5 separate regions of the Mus musculus genome follow, and all the other regions are linked to region 1. The links are chromatin contacts, called in public HiChIP or PLAC-seq and Micro-C maps. All regions are on one chromosome and are shown on one strand. The core of a region is the stretch at or near the end of the contact, and the rest is flanking DNA. Distances in the headings are between cores, read along the strand shown. Region 1 holds the start of Fam20c (family with sequence similarity 20, member C). Region 2 holds the start of Cyp2w1 (cytochrome P450, family 2, subfamily w, polypeptide 1). Region 3 holds the start of Mblac1 (metallo-beta-lactamase domain containing 1). Region 4 holds the start of Zfp113 (zinc finger protein 113). Region 5 holds the start of Adap1 (ArfGAP with dual PH domains 1).

The links. A called contact is a pair of places that touch in the nucleus more often than the background predicts. HiChIP or PLAC-seq counts read pairs in DNA pulled down with a chosen protein or histone mark.
Region 2: an H3K4me3 HiChIP or PLAC-seq map of embryonic stem cells shows a contact between it and region 1, with 3 times the contacts expected there. The contact joins the promoter of Cyp2w1 here to the promoter of Fam20c in region 1. A contact is called at or near these places in 3 of 115 datasets of contacts at active chromatin or transcription factors (bone marrow-derived macrophages and embryonic stem cells).
Region 3: a contact with region 1 is called in an H3K4me3 HiChIP or PLAC-seq map of bone marrow-derived macrophages, with 5 times the contacts expected there. The contact joins the promoter of Mblac1 here to the promoter of Fam20c in region 1. A contact is called at or near these places in 2 of 39 promoter capture datasets (embryonic stem cells and neural stem cells), 3 of 484 Hi-C or Micro-C datasets (bone marrow-derived macrophages and embryonic stem cells), 13 of 115 datasets of contacts at active chromatin or transcription factors (VIP interneurons, astrocytes, bone marrow-derived dendritic cells and 9 more) and 3 of 9 other capture datasets (adipose tissue, macrophages and pancreatic islet).
Region 4: an H3K4me3 HiChIP or PLAC-seq map of bone marrow-derived macrophages shows a contact between it and region 1, with 6 times the contacts expected there. The contact joins the promoter of Zfp113 here to the promoter of Fam20c in region 1. A contact is called at or near these places in 3 of 115 datasets of contacts at active chromatin or transcription factors (bone marrow-derived dendritic cells, bone marrow-derived macrophages and forebrain).
Region 5: a Micro-C map of embryonic stem cells shows a contact between it and region 1, with 1.9 times the contacts expected there. The contact joins the promoter of Adap1 here to the promoter of Fam20c in region 1. A contact is called at or near these places in 1 of 39 promoter capture datasets (embryonic stem cells), 1 of 484 Hi-C or Micro-C datasets (embryonic stem cells) and 1 of 115 datasets of contacts at active chromatin or transcription factors (pancreatic cancer cells).

What each region holds. Positions count from the first base shown.
Region 1 is chr5:138,753,615-138,756,394 of GRCm38.p6, forward strand. It overlaps Fam20c (family with sequence similarity 20, member C), which reads left to right and starts at 1,467. Exons shown (of 10, transcript NM_030565.6): 1 at 1,467-2,611. The coding sequence starts at 2,022.
Region 2 is chr5:139,351,356-139,354,055 of GRCm38.p6, forward strand. It overlaps Cyp2w1 (cytochrome P450, family 2, subfamily w, polypeptide 1), which reads left to right and starts at 1,261. Exons shown (of 9, transcript NM_001160265.2): 1 at 1,261-1,474; 2 at 2,485-2,647. The coding sequence starts at 1,292.
Region 3 is chr5:138,193,048-138,195,747 of GRCm38.p6, forward strand. It overlaps Mblac1 (metallo-beta-lactamase domain containing 1), which reads left to right and starts at 1,267. Exons shown (of 1, transcript NM_177878.3): 1 at 1,267-2,574. The coding sequence starts at 1,351. The coding sequence ends at 2,133. Cnpy4 (canopy FGF signaling regulator 4) reads left to right here. Exons shown (of 6, transcript NM_178612.4): 6 at 1-847.
Region 4 is chr5:138,154,323-138,157,195 of GRCm38.p6, forward strand. It overlaps Zfp113 (zinc finger protein 113), which reads right to left and starts at 1,422. Exons shown (of 5, transcript NM_019747.4): 1 at 1,308-1,422.
Region 5 is chr5:139,324,184-139,326,883 of GRCm38.p6, forward strand. It overlaps Adap1 (ArfGAP with dual PH domains 1), which reads right to left and starts at 1,281. Exons shown (of 11, transcript NM_172723.4): 1 at 1,098-1,281. The coding sequence starts at 1,179.

The sequences.
Region 1 (2,780 bases), core at 217-2,716:
CCACGAACTGATGCTCCCAGGAGCAGGTGACTCTACCCTGATGACATTCGTCTCTCTCCAGAGGTCCCAGGTTGTGGGTGCTTCCGTCCTACTCCCACCTCAGGCCCACCATCTCCACACACAAACTCATTGTCTGTGTGAGTGGGAGGGCCGGATGAATGCAGAATGCCTCAGTTTTCATGATGTAAGCCATACCTTCTTGGGGAGTGCACCTCTATTAAGACCCCACCCACTGCACTCTTGGGTTTCCACTATGCTGCCCAACACAGGCATCAGCTCCTGTTACAGGAGTGTGGAACTCCACCCTCTCTTCCTTTCTAAAGGCCTAGGAGGCACCTTTGCTGACCAGCTAGCTGGCTGCGACTCTCTTCGTCCCTAACAAGCAGCTAGTGGGTGTCTACTGAACGTCAACTAACACAGACTTGTCGCTGAATCTTCAGAAAGAACATGAGTTGTGCACTTGATTCATAGAGAACTCGAGCTGAGAGCATTCCAGGGCCGGGGAGCACAGCCAAGAGAGCATGACAAAGAGGGGCTCCGTAGAGCACAGACTCCGCCCCTCAGTCCCTTACACAGCAGTTGGCTTGGGCTGCTGTGGAAATCTGCAGGTGCTTGAAGCCCTGAGGTCTGCTCAGCTTGTGGATCTGTGGCTGACCCTCTCACGCTTACCTTCCCAGAATTTTAGCAGAAATTCCCAGAGATTCCTACTTCCTACTAGGGGTTGGGGATCCAGAAGCCCTGTGGCCACAAATGAAGCCACGTGGTGAAAGCAGATCTCTTTTTACTGTGCACCCCGATTTAGCATCCCAGAGGGCAGGCAGCGAGACGCGCCCCGCCCACCGCCCGCGCATCCGCGCCACTCAGCCAGGCTCCGCGCGGCGCCGCCAGGGTTAAGGCGCAGGCGTGTCCCCTGGGGTGGGGTGGGCCCGGCAGCCTTGCCGAGCTTCTGGAGTCCCATCGGATCGGGGGCCCAACGCGCTCCTCCGCCGTTCTCTCCGCCGCGTGGCAACGTCGTCTCTTCGTCCTCCACCTAGTGGGCTGCGGGTACCCGAGGTGCCAGGACACCGCCCGGAGAGGAGCTTGTCCGGCCGCGCAGACGCCCCGCGGGCTTCGGGGAGGGACTTGGCCTGTTTTCTGGCCTCCACTCGCCGGGGAGGAGCTGTGCGGCTGCAACTGGCGGCGCGTGGAGCTTCAGGGACGCAGGCTACCAGGCCGAGAGCCGCGCGCACAGGGCCGAAGCCACCGCTGCCTGCGGGTTCCCAGCCGGGCCTCTCTGGCTCCCGGCTCAGCGCGGAGGAGGCGCGGCGACACCGCGGGGCGCGGCCAAGGGGGAGGAGAGAGGGGAGCGCGGGCTAGCGCCGGGCCGGCCGGGCCTCGCGGGGCCACGGCTCCGCCAATCTGCGGGCGCTGACGCGGGGGGCGGCTCCGGCGCGCTCGGATATCAGCGGGCCGGGCGCGGGGCGCCTGGAGCTAGGCGGTGCGGGCGCTGCGCTCCGGGTCGGCCTGCTGCACCTGCCAGATCGTCGCCTCTCCCTGCGCGCCCCCTCGCGCTCCCCTTCTCGCCTCTGTCTCTCCAGCCCGGTCTCCCAGCCTCAGCCTGACAGAACAGAGGAGCCGCTTTGTCGCCTGCCCAGGACCCGGCATGGCCCAGCGGGAGCACCGCGCTCTGGATCGGATCTGTCGCGCCTTGGACGGGATGAACAGCCGCGCCTTCTGCTTACACGCCCGCTGAGTGTGGTCGCCGTCCCGGAGACCCTCGTACGCCCCTGCGTTCCCTGTCACCACTGCCACCCGCTCCACCGACGAGGGCCGCTGGCCGCCCCCCGAAATGGCCTGGAGAGCTGGTGCTTTGGTGGCGGTTGTCCTTCACGACGTCCAAGTCTGGGGACAGCCCCCGAGCTGCTAGCTGCTAGTACACTGAATGGACCTTGACCCGCGGGTCGTTGCGGGCTTGGTGCCAAGCTGAGGGGCACCGGTGGAGCGCGCGTCCCGAACCCCCCAGCCCGCTGGCCTGCGCGGCCATGAAGATGATACTGGTGCGCAGGTTTCGCGTGCTCATCCTGGTAGTATTCCTACTGGCTTGCGCTTTGCACATTGCTGTTGACCTGCTACCCAAGCTGGACCGACGCGCCACGCGATCCTCCGGGGAGCCCGGTTGCTCCTGCGCTCAGCCGGCAGCAGAGGCAGCTGGTCCAGGCTGGGCCCAGGCAAGGAGCAGACCGGGGGAGTCCGCCGGTGGCGACGCAGGCTGGCCCAACAAACACACACTGCGCATCCTGCAAGACTTCAGCTCAGATCCAGCCTCTAACCTAACCTCCCACTCCTTGGAGAAGCTGCCTTCTGCAGCAGAGCCGGTGGATCACGCTCCGCGGGGTCAGGAGCCCCGTTCCCCGCCACCCCGTGACCCAGCGCATCGGCCGCTGCTTCGAGACCCGGGGCCCCGACCGCGGGTACCGCCCCCTGGCCCCAGCGGGGACGGATCGCTCTTAGCCAAGTTGTTTGAGCACCCTCTCTACCAGGGGGCTGTGCCTCCTCTGACAGAGGACGACGTCCTGTTTAATGTGAACAGCGACATCAGGTTTAACCCCAAGGCAGCAGAGAATCCTGACTGGTGAGCAGAGAAGAGGAGGTTTGGGGTGGGGCTAGCGCGTCCGACCCTTCGGGAATAAAGACACCCCACTAGAAAGCTATTTCACACGCCAGGCATTTTGTGTACCTTTGGGGGACCCTTAGAAGAGGCTGGTAGGGATCCCTGGTGGGCGGGGCAGATGTGCCTCTTG
Region 2 (2,700 bases), core at 11-2,510, 600 kb after region 1:
GACATCAGAGTCCTGTTGGTCCCTCTGCCTCTGATTTCCATAGCCCTCGCTCCTGGCCAAGTCTGGCACATAGCAACTGCTCAATAAGGATTTCTTGCAGCGATTATGTAGATTTTCCTGTCTGGGTAGGGGCCCTAGCTTGGATATTCTGTAAGTGGCCTTGGTGGCAGTTGGTTGAAACATGACCCAGACATCCACAGTAGCGACAGGGAGCTGTCGCAGCCCAGGCTCACGCTGTTGCAGGGAAGAGAGGTGCTAGGGTGAATGCAGTCTAGGCTGGGCTTCTCTCCACAGACAAGACCTGGCTGTAAGGACTGCGGATGGCTTCTGCGCCTTCCTCAGCTCAGCATTTGTGCAGGGCGTGGATAACACCCCAGGGAATAGGCCCCGTGGTGAGGGGCCCTGCTTGGGGGGTAGGACTCCAGGTGCCTCATGTTGAGGCAGGCTGCGGGGAAGCAACCCAGCTACTTCTGGTGCCAAGAGCCACCCGCCCGCAGAGCCCTTTCTCACAGAGGCACCTCCTCCCCAGTGAGGCCTCCAGGGTTTAAGAGACAGGATTAGAGCCCAGACAGCTAGGGCTGTAAACCCAGCCACCTGCTGGGTCTGTTCACGGTCTCCTAAATGGGATGGCCCCTCAGTGTCTGGGTGGTTGTGCCCCTTACTCCAGGCTGCTGGGGTGAGAGCTCCCTCAGCTTCAGCAGACACTCACTGCTTCTGAAGGCTATGAGCTTTGAGGTCCTTGTGGTGAGAGAGGTCCTTGATGGCTGCACAGGGCATTCAGTGTACCTGCTGGGCACTAGGGTCCTGAGGACACAGGGGACCCTCATCCTTTCTTTCAGGATGAGGGTCTAGTCTCAGAGTCCCGTAAGTTCTACTTTGACGGGAGGCCACGGAGAACTATTGGTTCCCAAAGTGGGGGACAGAATAGACATGGCTCTGACTGTGACACTGGAACCTGAGGAGACATGGAGGGATGGATGTAGGTATCTTGGAAGCCTGACCTCGCCTGGCCCAGGCTTGGATAACCTGTGACCAAAACGTCTTGGCTCTGTACTGCCGACAGAGGTCCTTTCAGCCCCCAACCCAGGCCCCCTGCCACAGAGGAGACCCCACATTCCACATAACCTGTAGCTTTAAGCCTCCTGTTGGGCTGTCTCCTGCAAACTGCTCATTCCACATTCTCGGGGTGGTGGGGTGGGTGGGGTGCCGGCACGCCCTGGGGAGGATGGCTATAAGGCAGAGGGCTCACTGGGCCCCTGGAGAGCTGAGGATTTGCCATCCAGCTGTTCACATGGCTCTGCTGCTCCTGGGTGTCTGGGGGATCTTGCTACTTCTGGGGCTGTGGGGACTGCTCCAGGGCTGCACCCGGAGCCCCTCCCTGGCTCCTCGGTGGCCCCCTGGGCCTCGCCCTCTGCCGTTCCTGGGGAACCTGCATTTGCTGGGTGTGACCCAACAAGACCGGGCACTGATGGAGGTAGGGTGGGCGACCCTATTTCATCTCACAGCTCACATGGTGTCTGTGTCCCAGCACTGACAAGGGAAGCCAGGGGGGATTCAGGATGCCAGAGGCTTGTCCCAGAGAGCAGATGTTGGAAGCAAGAGTGGCCTAGGCTAGGGAGATAGCTCATTGTAGTGTGTTTGCTTAGCATTCACAAGAGCCTGGTTCTATCCCAGAATTGCAAATAAAAGATAGATAGATAGATAGATAGATAGATAGATAGATAGATAGATAGATAGATAGATAGATACGTAGGTAGGTAGGTAGGTAGGTAGGTAGATAGATAGATAGATAGATAGATAGATAGATAGATAGATGGGACAGGACAGCAGCCAAGGGTCAGGGCTCAGGATTGGTGAGCAGGGTGGGCTCTGGAACAATGAGGAAGAGACTGGCAGGTGTGTCTAGAAGTGTTGGAAATGTGGCAGGGCAGCAGTGCCCTTGTCTGGGTAGGGTATTAGCTAGGTACGGCTTCTCCCTAGAACTCAGACATGAAGGTAAGCTGGCTGCACCGCCACTGGCCAGGGTTAACTGGCTCAGTAGGGTGGAGGTCCTTGAATTTTGTCTGGGGACTCTTGTTTGCAGAGAAGTCCACACAACTGCAGAGCTAGCTTGAAGTGGCTCTGCCACACCTTTCCTAGGGTGGGTCAGGCTAGACTCCGACGTGGCTGCCGGCACTAGGTTCAGAGGCTCAGGCCCTACCTCGGGGCCCAGTCTGAGGAGCAGAGATCAGGCAGATCCAGCCATGGCTCTGGGTGAGACCCACAAATTCCACTCTAGCTTTCTCATTTTTTTTCAACGGTTTCTCTTTGAAGTGGGGTGATGGAAGTTTGAACATTTGAACAGCGCCCCCTCCTGGGGAGACTGGAGGGGCTCTTGGGGTTCTCTCCAGCTCTTAAGCTTCCAGCCTACATACAGTACGGCTGTATGTAACTCTTAGAGGGTGGGTGGAGGCTGCCTGTCTGACACCTGTCTGTCCCCACCAGCTCTCAGAACGCTACGGGCCCATGTTCACAATCCATCTGGGATCTCAGAAGACCGTGGTGCTGTCGGGCTATGAGGTGGTGAGGGAGGCCTTGGTTGGAACCGGGCATGAGCTAGCCGACCGGCCCCCAATTCCCATCTTCCAGCACATCCAGCGAGGTGGGGGTAGGTGGGCATTGGGGTTCCTTGCCAGATGGGGGGGAGACTAGGCCTCTTGG
Region 3 (2,700 bases), core at 17-2,516, 560 kb before region 1:
AGAAGGGTAGGGGGGAAGAAGCAGAAGCAAGTTTTGCCTTCAGGGTTGAACCACATGCAGCCACTTAATTGAACAAGTATGTGGTGACAGTTTTGAAACTTTTCTCTACGTTTTACTGGTCTTCACCTGCACCGATTGGTCAATAGTGGTGTGAGCTGTGGGAAAGTCACTTTGCTTTTTAAAGGGTCTATTTTAAACCCTTTCAAGAGGCCAGAGAAGAGCGAGCAGCGCAATTGGTAGAGTGCCTGCCTAGTATGGACAGTGATGGGAGTTGAACCCTGATGTGGTGGCATACCGCTGTAATCTCAGCACTCAAAGAAGCGTTGGCAGGAATATCAGAATACCATCCAGCTACTTGGCAGTTCGGGACCAACCAGAGCTGAACCCTGTCTTAAAGTAAGAAGCCAAAAAGAGACCCTCAAGAACCAATATACACTGCAAACATGAGGCCGTATACCATCAATCTGTGAATAAGAACAGGATGCTGGAAGAGAGTGAAGCAATACTCGGGTTAGATGGGGTAGACATGTGGGCTATATTTCCTATTTCACAGGTGCCATATTTTCTATATTGCTATTAAACCTTTTATATATATATCAGCTGAGTCCCATTTCAAACATGCACACATTATCGATGAGGGAGCACCCAGACAGTGGGGCCATTGGCCTGCTATCTATTAGTTGCTAATGGTGTTCTTATAATTATCCACCCCAAGGATACTGGTTGGGGTTGGGAAAACAACTGTACCACTAGGACTTGGAAAAGAGGATCAAGAGCTCAGTCTTCCTCAGCTATGTAGCGAGCTCAAGACCATCTTGGTCTCCTTGAGCCCCTGTATCAGGAAAATAAAAAACAAAACAAGAACTCAGAAGTTAAGTGTAATACATAATATGAACTATACAGGATTAGGATTACGCCGTGGTTCAGGCGCGGTAGTTTGTACGGAAGCCCATAAAAGGCAAAAAATCTCGCGTTTTCTCACCTTTTGAGTTTTCCCAGCGTTAAAAAACAAAAGAAAACAAAAACCCTTAAGGACAGCGATAGTTTAGTTTCAAAGTAGACAACAGCTAGAATAAAGAAGTAAAAGATATCTTTCAGATGTGGATGCGTGAGAACCTACCGACTATAAGCCTAAGGGGGGACTGACCAAAAGAATCTAGGAAGTCTTGAGGTCGCATGGAAAGGCCAGTTGGGCGATACCATCTTCAGCAGGGGTGGTAGTGGAGGGCGATACCACTTTAAGATCTGGTGGGTAGCAAACGAGTTGCACCTTGGAAAGAGTGGCGGGGCTTGCGGTAGGATTTTGGAGGGACTGGGCAGACGTCCGTGGCGGGGTAAATCTCCCTTGTCATGAACGGTCCAGTGCGCACCGAGCCCCTGCATGGTGAGATCCCTTTGCTGGCGTCCAGCGGCTCCTACTCCGTGGTGGTTCTGCTGCGCGGCTACGCGGAGCCGCAGGGAGCGGGCGACGCGGTGCGTGCTGATGGCACTGTGACTCTCGTCCTGCCTCGGGGCTGGGCCTCGGACTCCAGCCGCGGTTTGGCCCCATCCGCAGACGGCGGCTCTAAGACTGCCCTGGAGGAGGCGGTGCGTGGCCCCATCCTCGTGGACACCGGGGGACCCTGGGCGCGGGGTGCGCTGCTGGAAGCCCTGGCTACACAGGGCGTGGCCCCCGAAGATGTGACTCTGGTGGTGGGCACCCACGGACACTCGGATCATATTGGGAACCTGGGGCTGTTTCCCGAGGCAGCTTTGTTAGTCTCCCATGACTTCTGCCTTCCCGAGGGTCTCTATCTGCCCCATGGGCTGTGTGAAACGCAGCCCTTGATACTGGGCTCGGGACTGCAGGTGTGGGCCACGCCGGGCCACGGAGGACAGCGGGACGTGAGCGTCGTAGTGGAGGGCACCAGCCTGGGCACCGTGGTGGTGGCTGGCGATGTGTTCGAGCGACTTGGTGACGAGGACTCCTGGCAGGCCCTGAGCGAAGACCCAGTAGCTCAGCAGCGGAGCCGGGAGAGGATTCTGAGCGTAGCTGATGTGGTGGTGCCTGGTCACGGAGCCCCCTTTCGAGTGGTCAGGGAAACAGTGAAAAGTTCAGAGGATTTGATATGTGAAGGCAAGGCGGTTGCTTGACTGGACTCCAGTCAGGAAAGCCCCTTCCAGCGAGGAACCGGCGTCAGTTGGTCCGGGAGACCTAGAGGACACAGTCAAGACAAGCAATATTTGTCACGTGCAGCTTTCTAGGAGGCAGCTTCCAAACAGGACAGAATGATTGACATCAGTCCCCTTTAATCATTGCAACCTAAGCAGGACAAAGGACTGGCTTAGATCCACATCCTCCATGAGCCTCCGTAAAATATAGGAAAAAAAATAGTTAAAATATGTATTTGGGATGTGCGTGTGTGCCTGTGGAATTCTGAAGGCTACTTTGGAAGAGTCGGTTCTCTCCATCCTGTGGGTCCCCAGGATCGAGTTCAGGTTGTCGGACTTGACGCCAGGGACCCTTTACCTGCTGAGCCATCCTGATTTATATTCTTGTTAGGACCTTCAAAAATAAAAATCGACCGCAAGTCATACTGTCCTGATGTAAATGCAAAATGCTGATTGCAATAATCTTTGGGATTGTAACTGCTGCAGCAAAAGAGGAACAGTGTGGCCAATAGCTTGTTCCTCCTAGGATGCACACTGGTGAGACGGTGC
Region 4 (2,873 bases), core at 172-2,671, 600 kb before region 1:
AGGCTTCGCCTCCTGGATCCTTTCCTCTTTCTTTGGAGTAACTCACTATAGGATTAAGGTAGCGATGACTGGAAACTTAGCACCTTTTGTGCAGTTCTGAGGTTTTTGTTTGTTTGGTTTGGTCTTTCTTTATTGGGTAAGAATCAGGCTATAGCCCAGACTAGCTTGGAATTCACTGTATAGGACAAGTTGGCCTTGCTTCATTTGCCTCTGTGCTGGGATTAGATGTGAGCAAGCCAATTTGGCTAATTCCTGGAAATTCACATTAGGTCATTGTTTCTCAAACTTGTAGGTCGTGACCCCTTTGAAAGTTGAATGACTCTTTCACAGGGGTTACCTAAGACTATTGGAAAACACAGATATTTACATTACTGTTCTTATCAGTAGCAAAAAAAATACGGTTATGAAGTAGTGACAATAATAACTTTACGGTTGGGGGTCATCACATGAGAAACTGCATTAAAAGGTCATAGCATGAGGAAGGTTGAGAATTTCTGTTTTAGGTTCTACCAGTTCTGTATGATTAAGGGGTCAAAATGGGGAAATCGGGTTCAGTTTATGTCTAATATAGGTACTTAAGAAGTACGGAGGGTAAAGGAATGTGCTAGGAACTACCAGCAAAGACCATCACATACTGTCTTTTCAGTACACCCTAAGAGAGCTGAAATGGACTAAGGTTCTCTGTGTTCAACTAGGTTCTCAATGTTTTAGCCAGCTAATGCACTGGACATACTCGGCCACTTCTGCAGGGAGCCGGCCCCAGCATGTCCACGAAAAGGTATCAGTCAGTAAGCTTAAAAAAAAAAACAAAAAACAAAACAAAAAAACCCTATTCATAGCCATAGGACATGAGATCTTGGTGAGGTTACGGAGGACCCGAGTTCGCACCTCCTCCCAAGCCCTAGTTCTCACTGCGACCCAGAACTACTGTCTGGTTTTCCGATCCAATTAAGGAAAAACTTCCTTCTCCTGCCCTCACACAGAAATCGGTGTGCTGAGAGTACCAAGTTAGGGTGGCAATCTGTCATCAGTTGTTTTAAAGAGAGGGAGACCTCCGTAGCGACGCTAGGAATTTTAAACACTGGGGCTGGGGACGGTAAGAGACACAAAAGCAGACCCGGAGTCCCATTACGCGACACCCGGGATCACGCTGCGCGCCTGCAGCTAGGGTTGCGGAGCTGGACAGCGACTGCAGGAGGAAGGTGGGCCCAGAACCCCGGCGGGCCGCGGACGTGTGAACACCAACCCCCTTCCCCGGAGACCACAACTTCCACCTCACCGCGAGTCCGGGAGATGGCCCCACTCACCCTGGGGACAGGGACGTAAGACTTAGGGGGCCGGACACGAAACAGGTCCTGTTGGACCCTGTTACAGACCCACACAACGGAGAACAGAACAAAGAACGGAAACTGCCCCTCCCCATATCGTTTCCGGGTCGTCCTTTCTCACCACCCAGGACAACAAATGCCCACTTGCTCTCTCTAGGAAAATGGGAGGTCTTCATCTCTCGATGGTACGCTGATGGTGCTGTTCTCGATGGTGCTGGGAAACAAGGGCACCAGACTGCGCCACTTGCTGGCCAGGTTGGGAAGGGACGATGCGTAAGCTGAAGAAGTTGGAGGTCCAGGAAATTCAGGGCACAAGTTCTAGTGGCTCTGAGAGAGAGAGTACACCATCACCTCCATAGCAAGAGAGAGAGTACACCATCACCTCCATAGCAAATATATGAAACTTGAAGAATCCTTTAATATAAATGTGCACCATTGGCTGGTCGTGATGGCGCACGCCTTTAATCCCAGCGCTGGGGAAGCACAGTCAGGCAGATCTCTGTGAGGCCAGCCTGGCCTATGATACAAAACAAAACAAACAAACAAAAAAATAAATAAATAAAAGTGCACCATGGGTTTTGGTTTTTGTTTTGTTTTTCTGGTTTTTTTTTTTTTAAGATTTATTTTATTTATTATATGTAAGTACACTGTAGCTGTCTTCAGATACCAGAAGAGGGAGTCAGGTCTTGTTACAGATGGTTTTGAGCCACCATGTGGTTGCTGGGATTTGAACACAGGACCTCCGGAAGAGCAGTCAGTGCTCTTAACCACTGAGCCATGTCTCCAGCCCCCGTTTTTGTTTTTTTTTTTTTTTTGTTTTTTTGTTTTTTTTTTTTTACTCATCAATTTTTCTTTAATTATTTTGAACATTCTCACTAATTAAGAAAATATTTTATTTCAAAACTTCTTATAGTAGAAAAAAGGATTACCTTTTTAACATGATTTCTCCACTGCTTGATAAGTATAATAGTTATATTTTTAAAATTTGGAATTTATGTTGGTGCTAATGATATTATATCCAAAATAGCACCATGGGTTTTTTTTTAAAGCACTCAGCACTCAGTTTTTAAAAGATTTATTTTAACCAGGCAGTGGTGGTGCACGCCTTTAATCCCAGCACTTGGGAGACAGAGGCAGGTAGATTTCTGAGTTCGAGGCCAGGCTGGTCACAGAGTGAGTTCCAGACAGCCAGGGCTACATAGAGAAACCCTGTCTCAAAAAAAGCAAGACAAAAAATTATTTTAATAGATTTAATATTTATTTGAAGATTTAGTATTTTAATGAGTGTTTTTCTCCTGCATACACACACACATACACACACACCTGATTCAGATATAGGTCAGATGAAGCCATCACATCTTCTGGAACTGGAGTTACGGTAATGAGTGGCCATATGAGTGCATGGAATCTGGGTCCTCTGGAAGAGCAGCCAGTACTTTTTTTTTTTTTAAAGATTTACTTATTATTATTATTATATCTAAGTACACTGTAGCTGTCTTCAGATGCCCCAGAAGAGGGCGTCAGATCTCATTACAGATGGTTGTG
Region 5 (2,700 bases), core at 31-2,530, 570 kb after region 1:
ACCACCGTCAGGGCCCTGCGGTGCCCCAAGAGACCAGGAAAGGGCTACTTCATCTTGCCTACTTCCCACTGAAGCTTGGTCAATGTCTCCTCCCAGGGACACCAGGGCCCCTGGGGTGGCATGCACTTACTATTGGCTAGCAGATTCTCAGCCTCAGGCTGGCACTCTTCAGCCCAGAGGCGGGGATGTGGGGGAGAGATGGGAAGGAGGTCCTATTTACAGACTGCAGGCTTTCCGCCTGCATCTCAGGGAGATAGAGTTAAGTCCCCAAGGAATTGATTCCTGGTATGTTCTGAGGGGTTCATGCTAGGGCCCCCTGATATCCCTGAAATGCCCTGTCCCCACCTGCATACCCAGATAGGATCGGCCTGGGAGGGCCAGCTCTCAGAGCCTGCCAGCTGGTCAGAGAACCCGGCCCTTTTTCCATAGCCAATCCTGAGCCCCTGTGTTCTGGCCCCTACAAATCCTTCCAAACCTGGAGCAACCAAGGGACAAAGTCTGGAAGATGTCTGACATATGCGTCTATGACTCCCACCTGTCCCCGACTGTCCTGATCCCAGAGAAGCTAGGTAGAGAGAGCCAAAGGCACATGGCCAGAATGTCCTCACAGGGCCACCCAAGGCTCTGCATCCTCCCCCAGCCTTGAGTCTGTACAAGACGGTGGCCCCAGGCAGGGATGCCATGACGTCATCTCCAGGTAGCTGGGAACCAGGTGGACCCCATACTCCCTGGCAGACACCCTGGGCTCACTGGCCGCTTTCCTTGCAAGCCAACCGCCCCTGCTGATTTCCTCTTTTTTTTTAATACCCCGAGACGCCAAGGTTTCGCAAGGCTGGGGAGGGGAGGCGGCTGCGGGTGACAGCGTGACACGCAGCCCGGCGGGGGAGGGGAGTCGGCGGCACAGGTCGCACGGAGCCCGCGAGGTGCCCTCCGGATGCTGCGCCTCACCACTGCCAGTCCCTGACGCCGGCAGGTGCACCCGGGCCGCGCCCCAACCCAGCCAGGACCCAGCGCGTGGCGCGTCCCCATCCCCCGCGCCCCCCACGCAGTCCTGTCCACCCGGCCGCACCCCGCGCCTCCGCCCGTCCCGCACCTACCCGGGGCTCCGCAGTCAGCGCAGCGCGTGTTCCCCGGCCGCGTCAGTAGCTCCAGCAGCGCCCGGCGCCGCTCCCCGGCCATGGCTGCGCGGCCACCGCGCCGTCCCGAGCACGCCCGCCCCGCTAGGGCCCCGCGCCGCGCGCCCGCCGCCCGCCTTGCGCCATCGCCACCGCTCAGCCCGCGCGCCGGCCCCGATCGTGTCGCCGCGCGGGGCCGCCCTGAGCGGAGCTGCGCGCGCGGGGACCGGGGAGTAACGCACGGCGCGCCCGGGACGGCGCGGCCCGCGGGCGGCCCCCAGCGGCGCGGACAGGGAGCGGCCTCTTGGAGAGCCCGGCCTCAACGGGTCCACCTGGGGCGGGGTCGCAGGGAACCCGCGCTGCGGAAGGATGGGCCACCCAACACGCAAGCGTGCCTGTTGGGTTGAAGCTGAGGTCGCGGGCAGCTCAGGCTAGCCCTACCTATGAATGACAAATTCCAGTACTAAAAGGATCGAAGGGCTCCACCCTCACACGTGTCCAAGTCTATAGTCTCATCTCCAAGAGATAGGACAAGAACTGGCCACACCCTTCCTGATCTCTGGCCCGCTCCCTCCCAGAGCCGGGTGTCTGCTTCTTTAACTGGCCCTAGCATTTCTTTTCAAATTCCATTTTCTCCATTATAAACGCAATAGTAGCCATTTAGAAGCCAATGGCCACACCCAACTGAGAAATGAAAGCCATCTCCAAAGCCTCCTGAGAGTCTACTCCTGCTAATATGTCACAGCCAGGGTGTTGGTTGCTCTATGATTTGGCCCCACAGTGTTCCCTGCCCCGCAAAGGCCCCTGGGTTAAGGGCACAGTCCCCACGGTGATGCTATAGTGTGGTCAGGGCTACTGGGAGGAAGTTAGGTTGTTGGGACCCTAGCCTCTTCGTTATGCTCTCTCTTGCTTCCTGGGGAGGAAGGGTCCGTTTTGTCCCACCACGTATGTCATGCTGCTTTACTGCACATTGTCTTTCTGAGTGTCTACTTTGATGTCATGAACGTTTGCAATCCTGGCCGACTCCACCTGGTGGCCCTCTGCTGAGGCTGTTGTCTTGCCAGGGGCATCTGTCCCTCCTGACCTGGCTGTCATGCCATTGCAGAACTTGTTTTGGGATCAGGAGACAGAACATGCAACCTGCCCCAATGCACATTTTGGAGGTCTTGAGGCCGGTGGCGCTGTAGGCTTGTTGTTTAACGGATCTAATGTTTTTCTCCTGAAGCCTACTGGAGCCTGGCTCCAGACCTGGCACACAGCAGGAGCTTGGAGAATGAAGCAAAATGCAGACTGCTGGGGGCTGGGGAAGTGGTTCAATGGATAGAGAGCTTACCCAGCATTCACCGAGCTGCGTATTGTGTCCTCGGCACCACAGAACCTAGGAGTACTGACGGATGCCTCTACTCTCAGTGCCCAGGAGGTCGAGGCAGGAGGATCCGCTGTTCAAGGCCATCCTCAGCTACACATCTAGTATGAGGAGAACAACCTGGACTATACGAGACCCAGTCTTTAAAAACAAACAAACAAACAAGCAACAAAAATACAGAATCAAGACAAAAATAGACTAATGGTAGTAGTTGTGTCC